2 separate regions of the Mus musculus genome follow, and region 2 is linked to region 1. Evidence: chromatin contacts called from public Hi-C data. All regions are on one chromosome and are shown on one strand. Each heading gives the region's core, a stretch centred on a gene start, on an enhancer-like site or on the middle of the called end of the contact. The rest is flanking DNA. Distances are from core to core; before and after follow the strand shown.

Region 1 (3,269 bases), core at 180-2,679:
GCTCTCCTCCCCACCTAGTTCCCAGTTACTGTGGCAATTAAATGGATAAGAAGTCTCATTATTAATCACTTTTGTCCATGGTTCATCTAGCACCACAGAAAAAGAACTGTCTCTTCCAGCATTTTCTTTCAGCAGGCCCTTAGCTGTGTGTTCACTTGCAAGTCATTACACATTCTCGCAGGAATGAAATGTGTTTTGGTTGGAAATAGTCCCAGCAGACCCAGAGGGTGGGCATTTGATTCCTTGATGAAAAGCCAAATCCACTGTCTGCAAAGGAACATTTTTTTTTTTAAGGCAAAGGACCATTTGCTCCAGGGCCCAAAATCACACCAATTTCAACCCCAGCTCTGAGCAGCTTGGCAGTGCCACCCAACAGAAAAGGAAAATGACTGTGAGTTCTTTATTCACAAAAGAACTCAGGAAACAACTTCAAATAATTCCCCAACCCAAGACAACATTTTGAGCAGGATTATATAAAGAGGTACTTTGGCAAGATGCTTTAAAGAACATTTAATGTACGAGGAGATGTCACCGTTTCAGATCACAGAGAGGAAAACAAATATCCAAACATCAACAAAAGCCGTTGTTGCACATTTTACCAATCTCTCTCTACCTCTACCTCTACCTCTACCTCTACCTCTACCTCTACCTCTACCTCTACCTCTACCTCTACCTCTACCTCTACCTCTACCTCTACCTCTCCCCCTCCCCCTCCCCCTCCCCCTCCCCCTCTCCCTCTCCCTCTCCCTCTCTCCCACTTAATTATACTGTAAAAATCAAGCCAGCAAGAATTGCTTCTTCACACTTAATCACTATCCTCCGTGGCTGTTGCAATTTTTTTCTTTTTCTTATTATAAAGAAATTTTTCTCTCTGTTGCCTATACTGTTTTCCAGCACATAAATTATCTTCCCTGTGACAAGCCCTAACCCATATTTCCCTGTGAAATCCGTAGCACTTAATGACGATCATTCTCACTTTGCAAACGCTTTAGGAGACTTTTTCAGATCCTGCCTAAATGAAGCCTCTTAAGTCATCTGATGAGCTTAGATTGGCGTTCAGGTCTCTTAGATTTGATTAGCAGATCCCAATGGCCTGCTACTGCTTTCTGAGGCTCTGTGATTTTAGCAGTAGGGGAGGAGGACAAAGAAGGAAAACAAGAATAGCTATCTGGATAATGGCAGGAAGCAGCCTAAAAAGGGGACATATACCTGCCCCATGCTCTATAACTGGATACAGTCATTAGCCATAGCTGCATGGTCATTTGAAATGGAGACCTTGACGCTTCTTATGGTAGGTAGCCTCTGAGTTGAGGCCAGTAAATAAGAGTCTATTCATCTTCCAGCAAGACTCGGAATTAGTCATCCTAGCCTGTGGTTCTCCCTTTCTGAATCTTCCTGACCTTTCTGCTTCTTAAACAATCAGTACCGCATGACTATGGTATGCTTAGGTCTTGTGCTCACTGTCCTCGCCAGGAGAAAAACATAATGCATTAGCTACAGCCCTGAGAAAACAGGCTCTGCTCTGAAATCGAAAGCCATTGTGTCTCCCACGTTGATGACACTCTCCCACCGTCTCTCACACTCTCAGAAAAGTTTTATTCCAGGCATATGCTTTCAAAAAACACGTACCTTACCAGGCACTAACTAGATTTGGGGTTTCCAATAGTTCTTCAAATTAGTAGCCAACACATACCCAAGAGGGTTAAGCTGGAGCTGTTTATCTGGCAACACAGAGACTATCTGCCACTCTAATGGCAAAACCAAAGCTTGGGCATGAGATTTCATCATTGCTCTTTCCTGCCCTAAGCAGTCAGATGATGTGGAAGGGAGGAAAATAATTAGAGATGAATAAATAATAATAGCAACATTGTAGAGCATGCCACTGTTTCCCTAATCCTTTGAAACATTGGAGTAAAACTTTAAAGAAGTTTTGTTGTTGTTGTTGTTGTTGTTACTGTGTTCATGTTGGAAATCTGTGGGGTGGGAATTAGAACATTTTGTTAAGTTGACCAAACTTATAGGCATCAGGAGTAGAACAGAGATTGGGACTTCTTATGCCAGCACTTTTGCTCGTCATCGTAACCATATCCATGCCTCCTCCTAACAACAGCCACAACTTGACCCATTCCCAACCTTCATACAAGGCTCTGCCCACACTTCTTCCCTGATGCTAGACTCACACATCTGATGGAATTTCACTAATCAAGCCATACAGAAGAAAAGATATCTATACAACGAAAGGGTTGTACATATATTATGAGACACATATTAGAAAATAAGCAAACAGGAGCACTGCCTCTTTCAGAAAATATCCCCCTGGTAGGTACTCAGGGCAGTCGAGGCCTTCCTGCGGAGTGGCCTCAAATCCATCATCCTGACCCTCATCCACTACCAGAGCTCTGAGATTACAGCTTTGCATGGCTGTGCCTACTTACATGGTCGCTTCGCCTATCACCTTCCCTCATCCTAATGCTGACGTCACTCGAAAACTCCTGGTTTTGATTCATACTCAATGGATAACTCATTTCCACTATCAACCTTGGCCTGATCCTTCTGGCCAGGAGTGAAGTCCCCCATTCAAGGCTCCTCCAGCACCTATACCTGGCTTATTATTATTATTAATCACTGACCACACATTCATACTTCTTTACCCTTCTTTACTGACTTTTTCAGATTCCAGTCATCACATCTGCTTTGTTTCCTATGTCATCCTGGACCTTGTATGAATAACTTGAAAAGAGTGTGGGACTGGCTAAAGAAGCATTGCTACTCTTGGCTGCATTAAGCACTGAATTCCAAGGTACTCTTTACAGAAAAAGATAGAGATGTCTTCCTTCTATAAACTCAACAAAACACATCAGTGGCTTCCAAGACGAATCAACAGTCCTGTTACAGCCCTTTCTTTTACTATAATTCTTTCTTTCTCTCTTTTTTTAAGCCAACATAATTTTTAGATTAATGATAACATCGTGGTCATTATTTTGCCACTTCAGTAGATGAGCGTCTGAGACAATGAATACCAGGACCGGCCGTCATCTAATCAAGACCCAAGCAGCACTTGTCATGAGGTGTGATGGCAGCCACCCCACTCGTCAGCATTATTGCCATTATACCGAAGAGGCAATAATGGGGTGAGGAATTGTTAAGTAGAATTCTTTAAACTGTGTAATTTTACCCTTCACCACTGATTAATTTACCAGCCGCACATCCTCTGCTCCAGGGTATATGGATTTAGAAAAAAAAAATGAAATCCATGCTAACTATGTGAA
Region 2 (3,325 bases), core at 814-3,313, 99 kb after region 1:
GGTGCTCGTGTGAGTAGAAGCTTGTTTTTAATGCTTGCTTGTTCTTAAATTTCCTCTTGTTTTTTAGTATCTTATTCCCTTTGAATTCAGCCAATTTACAAAGGAGACTTAAAAAGGAATTCACTTTGAGTAAAATCTCAATCCATTATCTCCTAGATCGCAAACAATATCATCTTACATACTCCAAAAGAAAATGGGAGCATGACACACCTTTGAAAATCACATCTTGACTTAGTCTACGTTCTTTAGTACTGAGTATGGCAACACTAAGCTGCACACCGAAAGTTGCAGGTTTTGAAGACCACTCCTTGAAAACAGAGCTTTTAGACAAACAATTCTCTCATTAAAAAAAAAAAAGCCACAGCCCCCACCAAGGTATTACTACTCATTGGTCCACCCCAGGAACTGATCTAAGGGCAGCCTCGGAAATTATCTGTGACTACCTTAAGTGTCACAGATGACCCCTAGGGAAATCTCATTGCCTTCATGAGCTGCCATTACTCTGTCACCTCTCCCTCCAAGCTGAGAACTCGCTGTAATGCATTCCCAGTATCCTTTGCCTTGAGTCACCTGGTTGTTAACAGTTCCAAATAAGGCTATGCATTTGCTTCCCTCCAGGGAATCTTACAAGGGTGACCCAAACCCTCCTCCTGCTCTGGCCTTCCACATTTCCAGAACCCAGTTCTTTCTTCCTGAACTGACTTCTGAGAACCTTGATGACAAGCACCAGCAAGGATTAGAGGCTTTCTCAGTAGTGCGCTCTCATTCACTTGCACCCATTGAGTGGCTACATGCCACTCAATGTGGAGGTCAAAGGACAAGTGATGAGTGTTGCTTCTTTCCTTCGATGGATCCCATACGGATCCTATGGATCCAACTCGGGTCATCAGACTTGGCCGCAAACATCTTTACCTGCTGAATCATCTAGCTGGCCCTCGGGATCTTTCTTGATGTCTTACCACAATGTGCAATACAGTTGTCCTGCGCAGCAGGACAGAGTTCAATTAAGATGCTGTGCATTATTTTTAGTAAGACCTTTTTCCTTCTGTGGTGTTCTAGGGCATTCCTGGTGCTGTAGGTGCCCCTGGTCCTGCTGGGGCCTCAGGTGACCGGGTAAGTACGCATTTGAAATGAGTTGTATAGGTTTTCATTGAGTTGTAGCTCTCTGAGTTGATAGCAGTATGTAAAATTCCCTGCTTGCCCTAGTCCCAAAGATCCTTTGCAATTCATTTTTATGGCTGGGTCTAAAACCTGTTTATTAAAAAAAAAAAAAAAAAAAAAACCTAGCCTTTGCAGGAAACAAATGCTGTTCTCTTCCCCTGCCTATGGATGTGCCAGCTGTCTGATCTATACCTTAAGCCCTATCATTTGTTTTAAAGACTTTCCCTGCTGCCCATTAACAATATCCTAATGCACTGAGCCTCCTTAAAGCCTTCAATTGTAAAAAGGGGAAAAAAATCAATAAAATACATAGTGTGCCCATTTCACATCGAACAAACAGTCCTTTTAAAATAGACCTTATTTATTGAATTGCAAAGATTGCAGCAAATAGATCAGTCCTGCATCTATCTAAAAATTAAAATGTCCTCCTCCTGGTGTTATGGGGACTGATTTATAGTGTTTCTGCAAGTGAAGAACCAATACCACTCCACCTTTTAAAATGAAGCCAGCCTTAAGTAGAGGAAGAATTCACCTCATTTTATTCTCTGAAATGTCCATTAGTCTCTTCCAAGGTAACTGCAAAGCGTGAAAACAACCCTCTTTCTACCGCTCTTCTCTCTTCCTCCCCTCATCTATGTGAGGCCCATTAAGCGACTCACCACTGCTCTTTGGTACCATTACAGGGTGAAGCTGGTGCTGCCGGTCCTTCTGGCCCAGCTGGTCCTCGGGGTAGCCCTGTAAGTAGAAACCACAGCTTTTTGGATATTCATAGTTCATGGTTTACAGACATCTGAGAGGCTGTGAGTGTGATGTCTTTATCTCCCACCTAGGGTGAACGTGGTGAAGTTGGCCCTGCTGGCCCCAATGGATTTGCTGGTCCTGCTGTGAGTATCATATTAAGGGAGATTAAGATGACATCACAGTGAGTCAGAAGGCCAGTGCTCACTGCTGTTTCTTCCAACAGGGTGCTGCTGGCCAACCCGGTGCTAAAGGAGAGAAGGGAACCAAAGGGCCTAAGGGTGAAAATGGCATTGTTGGTCCAACCGGGTCTGTTGGAGCTGCTGGCCCATCTGTAAGTTAAATTCACTGTTGACCAATATACCCAAGCATTTGTATAATCCAATATGTGCCCATTAAGTGCCTACTGTCTATTAAGCATTCCAGATAAAAGATTACAGATACACACACACACACACACACACACACACAAGGTGGTTTGCCAGACAGGGTTTCTCTGTGTAGCCCTAGCTGTCCTAGAACTTACTCTGTAGACCAGGATGGGCTCAAACTTAGAGATCCGCCTGCCTCTACCTTCCAAGTGCTGGGATTAAAGGCATGTGCCACCACACCCTACAAGACTTTTTTTTTTTTTAAATCACATTTAAACACCATGTAAAAGTTTTGTGAATATCTTGTTTTCATGCTTCAGTAATCCATGGGGTGTTACTTGTTGGGACAGAACATTTATTTCTTTCATGTGATGTAGATAACTGTGTTTCATTTCTAAATTTTCTTCAAGGGTAGAGGAGATAGCTAAGGATGAGTCATGAGAAAACAAGTGTGCCGTGTGTAAGAGTTACTTGTTTTGTGATTTGAAGCCACCCTTTTTGCTTTCATTTAGGGTCCTAATGGCCCACCTGGTCCTGTTGGAAGTCGTGGTGATGGAGGGCCCCCTGTGAGTATTTACAATTGACTCTTCTTTCTTAGCTTACGTATTAGTGACAATGTGAAAGTTTCAGCATTCTGGTGGATTTGGACTGTGAAAAGTAGAGGCTTGAGAGTCCTGTTCATTCGAATCTAATCAGAAAAGTTATGAAGTTCACCAGTACCGAGCTTAAAGTCGACTACACGGGCATTGACTGAATCCCAGAAAGAACTCTGGGTGGGCATCAGAGGTTGCTACTGCCCCACGAGGGAATAAGCAAGGTCAAATTCAGGCGGTTTAACTGGGAAATAGAACAACTCTTCTGACTGACCAAGTCTCCTCATCTCAGGTTTTCACACCAACTCCCTAGAGACTCAGAGGTCCCCAGAATGAATCCCTCTAACGGTTTCCCTCCTTAGGCAATACTTAATACTCTGACTCAATTTCATACTTCCTTCTCTAGACAACACTCCTTTTTCTAGTGTCCCCACCCTCTCACCCAGCCAAGTGGTCAATAAA

What was found. Hi-C and Micro-C count contacts between places; a contact is called where the count stands out from the background.
Region 2: a Hi-C map of embryonic fibroblasts shows a contact between it and region 1, with 19 read pairs. The contact joins two enhancer-like sites. A contact is called at or near these places in 6 of 484 Hi-C or Micro-C datasets (cortical glia, embryonic fibroblasts, embryonic stem cells and 3 more) and 3 of 9 other capture datasets (adipose tissue, liver and pancreatic islet).

What each region holds. Positions count from the first base shown.
Region 1 is chr6:4,430,957-4,434,225 of GRCm38.p6, forward strand. The region is part of intron 3 of Gm46948 (a long non-coding RNA gene); the gene reads right to left. It overlaps Gm33788 (a long non-coding RNA gene), which reads left to right. Exons shown (of 7, transcript XR_377301.4): 2 at 2,674-2,800; 3 at 2,994-3,131. Among named protein-coding and RNA genes, the nearest start is that of Gm33788, 7.8 kb to the left of the region's middle. Within about 2 kb of position 1,430, at least 52 of the 459 cell types and tissues checked have an H3K27ac peak or open chromatin away from gene starts, as enhancers often do. A contact at or near this core is called in embryonic fibroblasts and muscle stem cells, where this site is marked.
Region 2 is chr6:4,529,113-4,532,437 of GRCm38.p6, forward strand. It overlaps Col1a2 (collagen, type I, alpha 2), which reads left to right. Exons shown (of 52, transcript NM_007743.3): 33 at 1-9; 34 at 1,060-1,113; 35 at 1,845-1,898; 36 at 1,992-2,045; 37 at 2,126-2,233; 38 at 2,783-2,836. Among named protein-coding and RNA genes, the nearest start is that of Col1a2, 25 kb to the left of the region's middle. Within about 2 kb of position 2,064, at least 16 of the 459 cell types and tissues checked have an H3K27ac peak or open chromatin away from gene starts, as enhancers often do. A contact at or near this core is called in embryonic fibroblasts and muscle stem cells, where this site is marked.